2 separate regions of the Zea mays genome follow, and region 1 is linked to region 2. Evidence: chromatin contacts called from public Hi-C data. All regions are on one chromosome and are shown on one strand. The core of a region is the stretch at or near the end of the contact, and the rest is flanking DNA. Distances in the headings are between cores, read along the strand shown.

Region 1 (7,585 bases), core at 4,538-7,037, 430 kb after region 2:
CGCGTATCGCGCGTTGTCCGCGCGCTAAGTCATTTGTGTCCGAGCGTCGCGCACATCGTTTTTGCACGCCGTGCGTCGTTAATTCGTCTCGACTAGAATCGCTCATATTAATTAAGTTACTTGCTTAACTGTCAAATATTAAAATAGTAAGTTAGTCAAAACTAAGTAGTAGTATTAATTTACATTTGATTAATATCCATTAATATAATTATGTCGAATTGGATGCTCTAATTAATACTTGTTTAGTGTAAACGCGCTAACCTCTCGACTCTAGCTTCGACTATCGTGGTTCTTTTCCTCGCGTAACCGTAGAGGCGCTCTCTATTTTATATTGCTCGCTTTTATAATATTTTATCTTGTATGGTGTAATGTTCTTATGCATATGTATATGTTTGTTTGCTTGTGCCTGTTCGTCTTCGTGTCACGTTGCGATTAGATCGCGATTCGTTTCTGAGCTTCGAGGAATCGACGGTCAAGCTTCGTCGACCAAATGACCCAGCTCTTCGAGTTCTACAAGGCTGAAGATCCTGAGCATCTATTTGGTGAAGACAAGTGTCCTCTGACCTATTATGTCCCATTTACTTTATATTTCATCAACCTGCATACCATGATCAACCTAAGAATTGACTAGCTTTGTATTTACCTTGTCCTTGATTACCTTTTGGGTTATTATGGTTAGCTTCATGCTATTGCTTTACTTTAATCAATGAACATGATGTGAACACTTATGATACGATGTTGTCATTATGATTATGATGTTGGACTGGTGATACTTTAGGGGACTCGAGCTGTTTCTCGAGTGCCTCTCTGTAAGGACTGGTTCGTTGGATGACCGCCTGGGACAACAGTGCAACCATGAGGGTGGAATGAGACGCCCTTAGCTGAATAATTAAAGGAACTATGGTGTAGTTCGCTTCACCGTCGTGTCGTTAATGGGACTCAGTGTATGCGGCTCGCTCTGCCAAGGTTGGTTCTCCCCTTGGGGAGGAGTGCGGTGCATTTAGGAAACCTAACGGGTGGCTACAGCCTCAGGGAATCTATGTAAAGGCTTCATAGTGAATCTCTGGCCATTCACCTTGGGAGTGAATAAGGGTCTTGCAAGCCCGGGCTAGAAAGGGAATCACGACTTGTGGGTAAAGTGCGCAACCTCTGCAGAGTGTTATGAAACTGATATATCAGCCGTGCTCGCGGTTATGAGCGGCTAAGGGAGCTCCATTGATTAGAGACACATTGATCAGAGATACTTTGTGTACAGATGAGGAGGAGGATAATGTTGGTTTCTATTATGATTATGATTATGGTTTCTGGTATTCTTTCCGTTTGGAAAGAATACTTTTGGGTTAACAACTTGGGTTAATGTTAAAACCTGGCTCTCTACTAGTAATAATTACATGATCAACTAAAAGCAACTGCTTGACCTTAACTCCACACAAAGCTAGTCCACTACAGCCAAACGGGGCATTTGCTGAGTACGTTGATGTGTACTCACCCTTGCTTTCACAAAACACCAGGTTGCCTTTGGTGCAATCTATGCTCAGGTAAAGAAGAAGGTGTCGAGGCGGATCTCCAGGAGTTCTAGGATTTCGATGAGTTCGAGGATTAGGCTAGTGGCCTCTCCCAGTCAGCTGCCTGTGGTGGGTTTATTTACGTTGGCTACGTTTCAATTCTGTGTACTTTGATTTATATTATGTAAATGACTCTAGTCTTTAATATCATTACTTACTCTTTCTTGTAATTCGAAGCATTGTGCTATGATGAGTCATTTATGTAATCGCTGTGTACGTGAATTTCTGATCCTGACACGTACATGGTTCGCATTCGGTTTACCTTCTAAAACCGGGTGTGACAATCCTTGCACACCTTCTTCGCATTTTTCTCTAATACTCCGTCTGCATGCTCTTGAGCCTCAGGTTCCACACGATAGCGTCTCTGTCCAACATCGAAAATAAAGTTAGTTTGGAACAAATCATAAAATGTTAGTGTGAAACATTACTCTTACCCAAAAGTCGTGCTTGACGGCACCTTAAGTTGTTCCATATGATGCATGTGGAGCTAGTGCGAAGTGCGACCAGCTAGTGCAAGAAACCACCACACCTTTCGAGTCGGTCACAATTCCTGGATTATGTAGACAATACATGTTACCTAATACTTGATTAACATGTCTATGGTGACCTCGACCGTCGAAAGACGTGTCATCCCATTGGCTACATGACAAAAAACAAGGAAGTCGTGTCATATATATAGTGTACAATAAAATAAACAAATAAGTAAGAACAAAGTGGCCAAACATGAGTACCTATCACCAATCGAGATGATCAGTACCCGAGCTTCGGATTGTGCAGGCGCTGACAGAGGTAGGACAAAGTGGCCCTTCCGAGTGCCCCTCCTTTGTTTTTTTCAAAATGCATGCAGGTGTGTATGACAGCTTCAGCAACATTACATTCTTGGTGCATGACATCAATGTTGTGCACAAGAATCAATGACGGCATATAAGGGAGCTCCCACAGACCACATATATGTGTCTAGTTGTAGTCCACTCTGAATCCTTCGTAATTGTCCCCCTTTTCATTTAGGACAAGGTTGTTCAGCTGAGCATATATTTCTGCTGCGTTCAGATGTTTAGGCGGTCCTTTGGTGACCACGATGTTCTTTATAAAGTTTTTCTTATCGCTCCTAAAGGGGTGTTTCTTGGGCAACCAACATCGATGACAATTGAAGTAAGTGATCTTTTCACCATGAGCAAGACAGAATCAATCTGCATCTGAACCGCAATATGGACATGTCAATCTACCATGTGTACTCCAACCAGTAAAAATAGCATACACCATGAAGTCATGCACCGACCACAAATACGCAACTTGAAGTTTGAATATCTGTTTTTTAAAAACATTGTATGCTTCATTTCCTTTCCAAAGCTCCTTCAACTCTTCAATCAAGGGTTTTAACATGACATTGAGTTTCTTTTCAGGATAGTCTGGGCCAGGAATGATTAAGCAAAGAAATATAAATTCATATTTCATACAAAGAGAAGCTGGAAGGTTGTATGAAATAACAAAGACGGGTCAACATGAGTATGATGATGCCATTTGACCAAAAGGTGTGAAGCCATCGGTCGCGAGGCCGATTCGAACATTCCTCGGATCAACTGCAAAGTCTGGATCAAACGTGTCGAGAGCCTTCCAAGCATCCCCATCTGAAGGGTGCACGATCAGCTCATCGTTCTCATGGACACCTTCTTTGTGCCATCGCATGTGCATAGCGGTTTTTAGATAGAAACAACTGTTTCACTCGAGGAGTTAGTGGCAAGTAGTGAAGCTGCTTATGTGCAACATCTGTCATCACCTTGTCATACTCATCATTAACAACTTCCACAAATCTAGATTGTCCACATTTCAGACATTTTCTCTCTCCCGCATGTTCCTTCATGAAAATCATACAATTATTTTTGTACACATCAATCTTTTCATAATCCACCCCGAGACCTTTGATAATTGTCTTTGAATGGTACATGTCTTTAGGCAACTTATTGAGCTTTGGCAGCACATCTTCTAATAACTTTAAAATCTCATTATAACAGTTGTTCGAGAAAAAAATACTTGGACTTAATGGCCATGAGCCAGGTCACAAAAGCGAGTGGCGTGGAAGGATCCTTGGAGCTTAGGTTCAACTTTGGATGTAGTGAATCTAGCATCTCATACATCGCATCATCGCCAGCCCAATCATTGTTCTCCTCTTCTACATTTGGGTTGAGTACTACCTCACCATGATGTTCCCACACATCATATTTAGGCATAAATCCAAACTGATAAAGATCTAGGCTAACTCTTTCCTTATTAAGGAACATACTGTTTTCGTGCCGCCTACAAGGGCATCTGACAATGTCGGTTAATGACAAGGAGAATACGTGGTCCACAAAATCTTTGGTCTTGGCTACCCAATCATCAGAATGACATCCATTCCTATTGCAGTCATTATACATCCATGCACGATCTTCAGCCATGCCTGAGACTGTTAAACCGGACCATATCGTGAAAACATTATTCAACTTCGTCAAGGGTATCGGTCCTACATGTATAAGCAAGGATAGGTTCTAAACCCACAAGCTAGCTAGCAGGACCCGAATAAAATTTCGGCAGCATAATCTCGCTGCCACTAAACAATATATTACTTATATATAAAATAAAGAAAGATACACTATTAATCAAATCAAACTAAGTACCACATACCACTAATAATGCAACTGTACTACGTACCAATATAATGTACTTATAAAACTAATAATATAATAGTACCATATATTAATACGTAATTAATGCCACAAATACAATATGCCCATAATCTCTAAACCACATGTACCACTAATACATTAATGAAATCGAACTAAATAATAATACTAATCACACACTAATCAAACAAACACAATTACAAAAATAAACTAATTTCGGCAGTAATTAAATAACGGCCGCTGAAAATATGGAATAAAATATGCAAAAAATAATTTAATTAACCTCTTGGTGAAGGGAGGGGCAGGGGCGGCGTGGCGGTACGCGGGGCTAGGGCGGGCGTGGCGGCGCAGCTCTGGGTGTGGGCGCGGCGGCGGTGAGAAAGAGAGAACAGAGAATGAGAAAGAAGCTCGACCGATGCAGTTTAAAATCCGTTATTTTCGGCGGGGCGCGACTGAGCTATTTTCGGCGGTCGTGTCAGTGGCCGCCGAAAATAACGCTATTTTTGGCGGCCCAGGGAGCCGCCGAAAATAAATCGTTATTTTCGGCGGCCACGCCCTGGCCGTCAAAAATTACAGTGGCCACCGAAAATGATGTACAGTGCTGTTGTAAGTGTAGCTTACTAGAATTTTTTTAGAGGCTTGTATAGAGTAAACTAGTGCTAATGCAAGTAGTCTGAGTCTCTACATAGTCCATTCATCATTCTCTAGCCATCTAGATTCTTTTTTATTATATATGTTCACATCTTGGTAGCCTAATATATAAAGAGACTCATGTTTAAACCGAGGATTGGATTTTACGCGCATAGAGAGATTACTAATTGATTATTCTAAGAGATAAAGAAGTAGTTAGCCTGTACAACCTCTCTTGCATGCATCACATGATGAACTCCATATTATATATCATGGTTTTAATACATTTTTACCATCTTACGTAATCTTGTGCCGCGCAAATGGTTTGCTATGGCTTCACTCTTCTCTTCTGCGTGTGAAGCGCAACCGCTTAAAAGCATATAAACCATCTTCTCGGGCATATAGATTTCTTAATGACAATCTCGCATTGTTTATTGCCTCACATGGTGACACACAGCTCTTACATTTGTCCTTATACTCACGGTGCAGTGCACTACTACTGTAACCCCATGGTCTGGAAAACAGCAACGCAACCTTTCTGCCTTGGAACAGCAAGCTATACAGCGCTATATAACAAACTTGCACAATAATATGCTACATTTCTGAAAGCAAACTCCGCTTATCTTCGCGTTAAGGAATGGTATTACACTTAAAATGACAAAATATCACACTTTAGAACCCCACGCCTTTACCTAAAAAAAAGTTGATTGATACAAGAACAAATGTTTACAGCTTGTTACACCTCCCATCAAGCAAAGAAATGGAATCTTTTATTTTATGTACACGTGTACGGGTAGCTATTGTTTATAAATTGCAGAAGACACCTCAACATGATGGATAATTGTATACGCAAAACTACTTTCCTCGAATTCCCCATTCTATAAATTCCAGTTAAACTTAATTCGTAAGATCAATCATAATTCTCGAGTTGCAAACCATGGACATGGCTTTGGCGTCTAAAGCCTCCCCTCCGCCATGGAATGCCACCGCCGCCGAGCAGCCAATTCCAAAGCGTGACAAAGCCGCTGCAAATGATTCAACATACCTCAATCCTCAAGCTCATGATGTAAGTTCTATTTTTATTTGGCCTTAACAGTACTGTTATAGTGTTAGGAACTCATATCCTCCTAATAACCTTTTCTACGTATCAGCTGTGAGTACATGAGTGATCTTCTTCCTCTTGCACGTGCCATCAACATCATGTCAAGCGAGATCATTTGCCACGATATTACTGAAAGTAGAGTTAAAATCGCACAGCCACACGAGCAGTCTGACCACCACCCCTTCCCGGCCGGACCGTGTGTCAGTGTGGAGATGGCCACTCACTCACCGATCTCGCTTCCACCTCCACGCCAGAGGCAACGGGCTCCCCGCCGTGAGCTCTTCGGCCACGCGGGCGTCTTGCCTCCCTCGTCCTTCCTCACCGCAGGAGGATGGCCGCGATAGCCTCAGCTTCGCCCAGGACCCTGATCCCTCCGCGGCCGCGCCACCACGGCGCCGCGCCCTCCCCATCCACCTCCGACGTCTCCTCGCTCCGACTCCTCCGCGCGCACCCGCGCCACGTCCGACGCAGCCGCGGAGTGTCCATCTCGATGCCCGTGGCGCGGAGCCGGTCGTTCGTCTTCTCCCCGCGCGCGGTGGCTGACTCCAAGAGCTCCCAGACCTGCCTGGACCCCGACGCCAGCACGGTATGCCCCGCCGCCCGCCGCCTGCACGGGGAATGCGGAGGGTTCTCTTGGAGCGCCTGGCCGTCTCTCGCCTGGCCTTGCCTCTGGTCCGTCGGGTCGCGCCTCCGAGGCGCATTTGCCGTTCTCCGTGGGAAATTGGGACGCGCGCGGAAAAGATTGTTTTTTTTTGTAAAAAAAAACTTTATATGAATAACGCGTTGCTCATCTTGATGCGTAAATTGGCGGCTGGGTTTGTCGCCTTTCCATGCGCACGTTTCGTAGTTGCTGCTTAGACAGTATTTTCTTTTTGTATGTACTAGGTACCGATGAATGTGGCAATTTTATGATGCCACTTGTTGTGAGGCTCATGTTGTTAAATATGATTCCTTGTAGTAGGCTAGTAGCCAATAAGAATTTGATGAAGATGGTGTCAGTGTTGTAGTTGTGGGTATTGGATCATTATTTATGGTTTAATCGTCTATTCTTCCCATACAAATATAATACTTATTAGTTTTTGGATCTGATGCAGAAACTATAATGGCCATTTGCTATTATCCTTGACTCGAGTGGCCTGCGTTGTTTGAACTTGCCCCGTCTTTTGAATTTTGTATTTTGAATTTGTCATAATGCAGAGATTATGTTATTGGTTTCCGTGGAGCTAATAATTTTTCAGTTTCAGAGCTGTCCTTGTCCTTCTGTGGTGCCCATTAGTTTACTCACTCTTGGCTGTATACAATAACACACATTTGTTGTTGGTTCAGAGTGTTCTTGGAATCATTCTGGGAGGTGGTGCTGGGACTAGATTGTACCCCTTGACAAAGAAGCGTGCCAAGCCTGCAGTGCCATTGGGTGCCAACTATAGACTGATTGATATTCCTGTCAGCAATTGTCTCAACAGCAACATATCCAAGATCTATGTGCTAACGCAATTTAACTCTGCTTCCCTCAACCGTCACCTCTCAAGAGCCTACGGGAGCAACATTGGAGGGTACAAGAATGAAGGGTTTGTTGAAGTCTTAGCTGCACAGCAGAGCCCAGATAATCCAAACTGGTTTCAGGTATC
Region 2 (6,785 bases), core at 2,067-4,566:
ATAATCCCGGTATTTATCATCATCGAAGACATCAGTTGTGAAGCAAGAATCGAACACTACAAATGCACAATACAGGGACAAAAAAAACATTTTAGCAGGAAGCCAATAACACTTCACCAAATCAATTTTGAAATCGAGTCTTGTAACATCATCTGCACAAATCTCAACGCACTTTGGAGGGCTAATGTGCTGGATCTACTCACATGTACGACTGTACGAGTGGATTCATATTTTCCCCATAAATCTTGACACAATAATAGGAAACAATAGCGTTCACAAAACAAAGGAATATAGTGAAGAGCAACAGAAACAGACACAACTATAATCCAGATGTTATACAGTATACATTGCAAATTAAACTTCAAAATGAAACAAAATGCACACATAACAAGTCATTGCTATGTTTAATAATACTTGAACCAACAGGTCGACAGAATACAAAAAAGTAGAGAACAAAATCAGCTGCAATTTGCTTTAGAAAAAAATATATCAGTACAAAAAATATAACTGGGCTTCTATCTGTATTCCTTTTCACAGTGAAGTTTTGCTAGTTGCAAGCATGTTGAACATAAAAAGGGCTAGTTAGTAAGCCATACAAAAAAATGGACATACCAACATTTTACTGATTGTTACAATTAGCAGGCCCTGGCTCATGCTTATTCTAGTACTCAGTCAAGAGCACCAGATCTGTACTGCCCTTCTTGGAAACTTTATTTCTTTTTGTGTGTGATTCTTATTGTTTGTCCCTCTGACATTTGTGACAAGTGAATGATGTTTCTTAATTAGAATAACTAATTTTTATTTCAAATAATATATATTTATTCCATGTCAAATTATCTAATGTTGTCAGATACTCATATTGGACTTCATTGCCACAAAATTTCACAAAGATGGACTTGTGTTGGTCTCAAAAGCATATGAAATCTCCTACAGGACAACTTTTGGTTACACAAAAACTTTCCATGTGCCCAAATGTGTCAAAAAATTAAAGTAAATGTAAGTGACTGTCTTTGAGATCACAGGCATGCCTTGATACAAGATTTGGGTCCACTTCATCATGGTATATGACAAGACAGTGAAACTTTGTCATGGGACACTGGAAACCACTTGTGCTGCAACAATGACGGAATAGTAAACAAAGATGCATTGCAGACCTCTCTTACTAAGTAACAAATGTACAGAATCCACTCCATAACAAATTCCACTTGTGCTGCAACAATGACGGAATAGTAAACAAAGATGCCTTGCAAATCTCTCTTACTAAGTAACAAATGGACAGAATCCACTCTTTTACAAATTCCAATCTAACAATATCACTCATCAGATGTTTCATCAACTACAGAAAGGGCATGTCAGGTTGGCACAATGGCTAGCTGCCCTGCCCCAGAAATTAGACTTTATTAGGTCATCATTTTGAGGTCCATTGACCTGTAGGGTCAAGTAAACCTATTCACCCCGCTGTCATACTTTGCCCATCAGTTCCTTTGTGCCGGCACCGCCTCATTCTCTAGTTCCACATCACAGCCTTTCACACCAATCTCTCTGAAGCAGATTGTGTCTGCATGCGATGGTGGAGCACCCCGACAAGCAGCAGATGGTTGTGGCCATGAAGACCCTAGAGGAGCTGCAGTGGGCACATACAGCTGGATACCGTGGTACGGGGCAATTGCGCGCAGCGCGTGGAGCACCCTCGACAAGTGGTAGATGGGTGCAGGGACAGAACACCTCACCTAGCCAGGCTGCAGATCCGTGTGTGGCTACGTTGGTGCACATAGCTCCATGTAATTTATTGAGCAGCAGTGCAGCACTGTTTGATACATCTCTTATCTCTCTAATTTTCTCTCATCAATTAAACTGTGTTTCAATGATGTATTGATGTGCGATTTTAATAGGTTTGTGAAGCATTCAATTATTCAGTCATTAATCTAGTTTGCATGGAGCACAGGGCTGCAAGGTGATGCCAAGCACCACAGCAGCTCCGCCTCTTGTATGAATGCTCAACCCATAATGTCCACTTGGCCATCGAGTCAAACAAAGTTAATATAATCCTCTGCACAGTGCATGGATCGCTGGATCAACTCCAGTTTGCTCCATGGTTGAACCACGTCCACCCTTAAGCGGTTACGCCAGTCTCGGTGGGGGTTTCCTGTCCCAGTTTCCAAGGCTTCCATGTGTTGGAAACATTGTGGAAGGGTTTCATCCCCACAACTCATTTTACACCATGGAACTTTGATCTTCTATCTCTTCATCAGCACTGTGACATGGCAGTATATTTGCTACATTGATATCTTACTTAATGGTACTTATAAAACTCTCATGACCGCCCCCCCCCCCCCCCCCCCCCCTCCCTGTTCTGAGATTGGCCTTAGAAATCCAAAACAAAAGAAGTAATGCCTTGTAAGCAAACCTCAATACACTGAACCATATTGCACACGGCACTGCAAGTAACAACACTGTAGACAAACAGTTGTCCTCCGAAACAATTCCAGAAATTATGGCTTAGAAGGTAAAAAAAAATTGTGACTCAATATTACAGCACGTTCGCTGAAGTAGTGTTGCTAAAGGTCGATGGTCGCTGAAATTTCCTCAGTCTGATCTCAACACGGTCTCTCACCAGAAGGAAGTAAAGACGTTTGCACGACAAACCAATAAGGGGAAAAAACAAACACCGAAACATTTCCAGTAACGCCGCATTGCCCCGACACATTTACCACGGCATTCGACAATGGAAACGCAAATCAGACCACCACGCAGAGAGCATTCCCCTGCGAATAGACACTGGCATTGACAAGGTCACAAGGTGGAGGGATTGGACGGGGTAAACGCACCATAGACGCGTTCGGTGATCTCAAGGAGCCCATCGGGCGGCTTGCGGTAGAAGAACTTGCGGAAGAGCGCCATGCCGCGTCTCCCGGATCCGGCACCCGCGCGGCCCTACCACCACGAGCCTCGTCGCGCCGACAACGCCATGGATCCCCGTCCTGGCACAAAGCACGGCACAACACAATGCGGAGTTGCCGCGGCGTGAAGGTAAAGGAATCGCGAATGCAGGTGCGCGCGGGTCTGGCGCCTGTGGCTGGCGCACGACGTTGCTTCGACCCAGCGCTAGGGTTTGCAGCCTTCCGCCCCTTGTCCTCTTCTTCGCCTCCCGTGCTTTGGTGTGAAGAGGAACGGAGAGAGTTTTTTTTTTGTGTCTGTGCGCGTTTCTTTAATGGTGTTTTAGGTGGGGCGTTTGATCTTTCGGAGTGAGCTAGATTGGGCGAGATTGTGTTTGTTGCCTTGTGTCCCTGTTGCACTCGAGAGGAAGCGACGCAGCTGTCCTTTTTCCGTTTCTACTTTTCGACTTTTTTATTTTCTATTGTGCTGCAACGTGGCAGTTTACCGTTAAGTGTCGAGGGGGCAACGTTCCGGCTAGAGCTTTGGCTACTAGCTGTCCAGTGTCTCTAGTCGCTCTCGCACGCTGACACTAATACAAGCCTTCTCACGTCTGACAACAAATATAAGGATATGCATAGGTGTACATTTAGGTCAGGCTAGATGGATCGATCTGAAGCACGAAAAAAAAGCATGGCTCAGGCACGGCACGATCCGAAATATTTTAATGCTGGCCGGCACGGCCCGATATATCGGGTCGGGTTTAGGCTAAGGTCGCGGCCCATGGGCGGGCACGAGCACGGTCCGTTTAAGGTAGGCACGAAATGGCCTATATAGAGACACGAAAAGGCTCATATATTTATTAAAACCACACTTTATTCCACACTTTTTAGCTAGAGATAATGCTAGTTAGATGTTTTTTGTAGCTTTGAATTAGAGTATGTGATGTAATTTTACTTTGGTTATGAACATTAGATAATGAATTGAACTTGCGAACTTTGTATAAAGCTGATTATACTCTTTTTTCTTCTAACAAAATGATTTGTAAACGAGGTAGTCATTGCATAGCTCTGGTAACTTAATACAAATATTATGTTTGCTTTTGGTCAAATTTATTTGTCTTATCTTTTATTTGTTTTATTAAATTTGTTTTGAATTTAGGGCTCTGATGTGAATTCTGGGCCCTCATGTGAATTTTGGGCCAAAAACTGAATTTCCGGCCAAAAATTGAATTTCGGACCTTGATGTGAATTTCGGGCCAAAAATTGAATTTCGGGCTTTTATAATTCCGGGCCACCCGAAATGAGTCCGGCACGTTTAAGCAATTATGTGTCGGGCGTGGGCCGAGGGCTAGGCCCATGGGCTGGGCCGGCCTGAAATTCAAACAATACGAGCCTTTTCGGGCTTGGGCCTTGCCGGGCTGGGCGGCCCGAATGTACACCTGGATATGTACAACACAACAGAGACTCGATCCCCAATTTCTCGCGATAAATTTTTCCATTAAAATTAGTTTTGTGGCCAAGAAAAATGGATGAAATCTATGGGAAAGAAATCTCCTTGCTATTGCTTCCACATGAATTCTCTCTATTTCCCTGGTCACTAATTAGCCTTTAGGGGATGAGTGTAGAAGTTTCTTCCCCCGCAGAAATGTAAATAGAAAAAATTTCTCCTTCGACGGATAAATGGGGATGGGAAGCATTCCTCATCCGTGTTCCCGCTGGGACCCATTAAACTAGTATATGACGATGTTTCGTGTAATACTTAATGTTAAAAATTAATATTTACCTTGTCAAGATATCACTCATTGTACAAATGTGTTAATTTTGATGTACATATAATAATTTCTTATATCTAACAACATTTTATAAGTGACAATGGTTTGCATTAATAACAAAGAGTGTTTGTCCTAATTATAATTTAAATAGGGACGGGGATCCTCGTCAGGGATTTATCCCGACGGGAAACAAGGATTGGGAGGAAATATCCCTCGCTAGCATTTGTGGGGATCCCGTGGAAAAATCTTTTCGTCGTGGGGATGGGGATGTGGAGCTATTCCCCGACAAGGAATTCCCATTGCCATCCTTAGTACTACCTCCGTTCTTGAATATTCATCGCTCGTTAGTTCATTTTTGAATTAAACTGCGACAAATAAAAAAGAACAGAGGGAGTACTACCTAGAGCTCTTGGAACGGTTTTTTAAGTACAAAGACACCTAAGAGCAAGTTTAATAATATAACATGTAGCAGGCTTTATAATATTGGCATGTCACATATAGTCAATTAAAAGCATACTCATATTGTGGGGGATATATATCCCTCGGGTCATCAAGGCATGAACTTGCTTCGCAGGTCGCCTGAAATGCCCCCGGTAAGGCTAAAAGTCGCCTAGAGGGGGGTGGATAGGCGAAATCTGAAAATTATAACTTTACACCCCAACTCGATCCCTTGATTAGTGGTTAGAACAAGATACACAATTATCGGAGTATAAAAACTAAGTCCTTTGCTTGTAAGGAGTATTGCTTTCAAATAATGCGGAATTGATAAATCAATACAACTAATAGGATAATAGAGAATAAAGCAAGAGGGCTTAGATAAGAAGAGCAATAACACAAGTTCTTTCTTGCAAGGCGTTGCTTCACAAGATGAGATTTTAACTCGAAGCAATACCAAATAATATTAGCAAAGAATAATGCAAGAGAACTTGGAAAGGGAGAAAACAAACAAATCACAAGCAATAAACACAATAGACATGGGTGATTTGTTTTACCGAGGTTCGGCCCTCGAAGGCCTAGTCCCCGTTGAGGAGTCCACTAAGGACAGGTCTCTTTCAACCATTTCCCTCTCTCTACCGATCCCCAAGACCGGAGAGCTCTTCTTCTTCTCAAGGATCACTTAAGACCCCGCAAGGATCACCACACACTTAGGTGTCTCTTGCTAGCTTTACAAGCCTCCAAAACTTTGGAGGAAGTTCAAAGGGAGTCAAAACTCCACGCACAAATGAACGCAAGATGTAGCACACACTTTCTCTCAATGAATCTCACAAGGCACTAGAGCTAAACTCTCACAAGAGACTTTCTTTTGCTTGTTCTCTCTTTTGTGGCACTTGTGTGGTTTGTAGTGGTCTAAATCTTGTGTATAGGATGGATCAATGAATAGAGGTGGTTGGGAGGGCTTGGATATGTCAACTATATGACTTGGAATGTTGCTTGGGCTCCCACTCCTTGAAGTGGCCGGTTGGGGTGGTATTTATAGCCACCAACCAAATTGTAGCCGTTGGAGAAGGCCGCTGGTGATGGTCGCACCGGACAGTCTGGTGCGCCACCGGACAGTGTCCGGTGCGCCGCCACGTCACCCTGTCGTTAGGGCTTGGAGCTGGTCGACCGTTGGAGGCTTTGTCCTCATGTTGCACCGGACAGTTCGGTGTCACACCGGACAGTCCGGTGCCCCTTTGACCTGCTGCTCTGACTTCTGTCGCGACACTGTGCTGCACCGTTCATTCGTCAGAGTCGACCATTGCGCGCAAGTAGCCGTTGCTCCGCTGGTGCACCGGACAGTCCGGTGGCACACTGGACAGTCCGGTGAATTATAGCGGAGCTGCGCCTAGGAAACCCGAAGCTGCGGAGTTGGAGTTGATTCACCCTGGTGCACCGGACAGTCCGTTGCGCCAGACCAGGGCACACTACGGTTTCCTTTTTGCTCCTTTCTTTTAACGCCTAACTTGTTCTTTTTGCTGGTTTGTGTTGAACCTTAGGCACCTGTAGAATGTATAATCTAGAGCAAACTAGTTAGTCCAATTATTTGTGTTGGGCAATTCAACCACCAAAATCATTTAGGAAAAGGTTTAAGCCTATTTCTCTTTCAATCTCCCCCTTTTTGGTGATTGATGCCAACACAAACCAAAGCAAATATATA

Evidence for each region. Hi-C and Micro-C count contacts between places; a contact is called where the count stands out from the background.
Region 1: a Hi-C map of tassel shows a contact between it and region 2, with 2.4 times the contacts expected there. The contact joins the promoter of LOC541902 here to the promoter of LOC103653301 in region 2. A contact is called at or near these places in 2 of 25 Hi-C or Micro-C datasets (ear and tassel).

What each region holds. Positions count from the first base shown.
Region 1 is chr4:61,572,733-61,580,317 of Zm-B73-REFERENCE-NAM-5.0, forward strand. It overlaps LOC541902 (Glucose-1-phosphate adenylyltransferase), which reads left to right and starts at 5,788. Exons shown (of 10, transcript NM_001111568.2): 1 at 5,788-5,921; 2 at 7,284-7,580. The coding sequence starts at 5,793.
Region 2 is chr4:61,146,390-61,153,174 of Zm-B73-REFERENCE-NAM-5.0, forward strand. It overlaps LOC103653301 (formin-like protein 6), which reads right to left and starts at 3,317. Exons shown (of 18, transcript XM_008680239.2): 1 at 2,829-3,317; 2 at 1-56. The coding sequence starts at 2,901.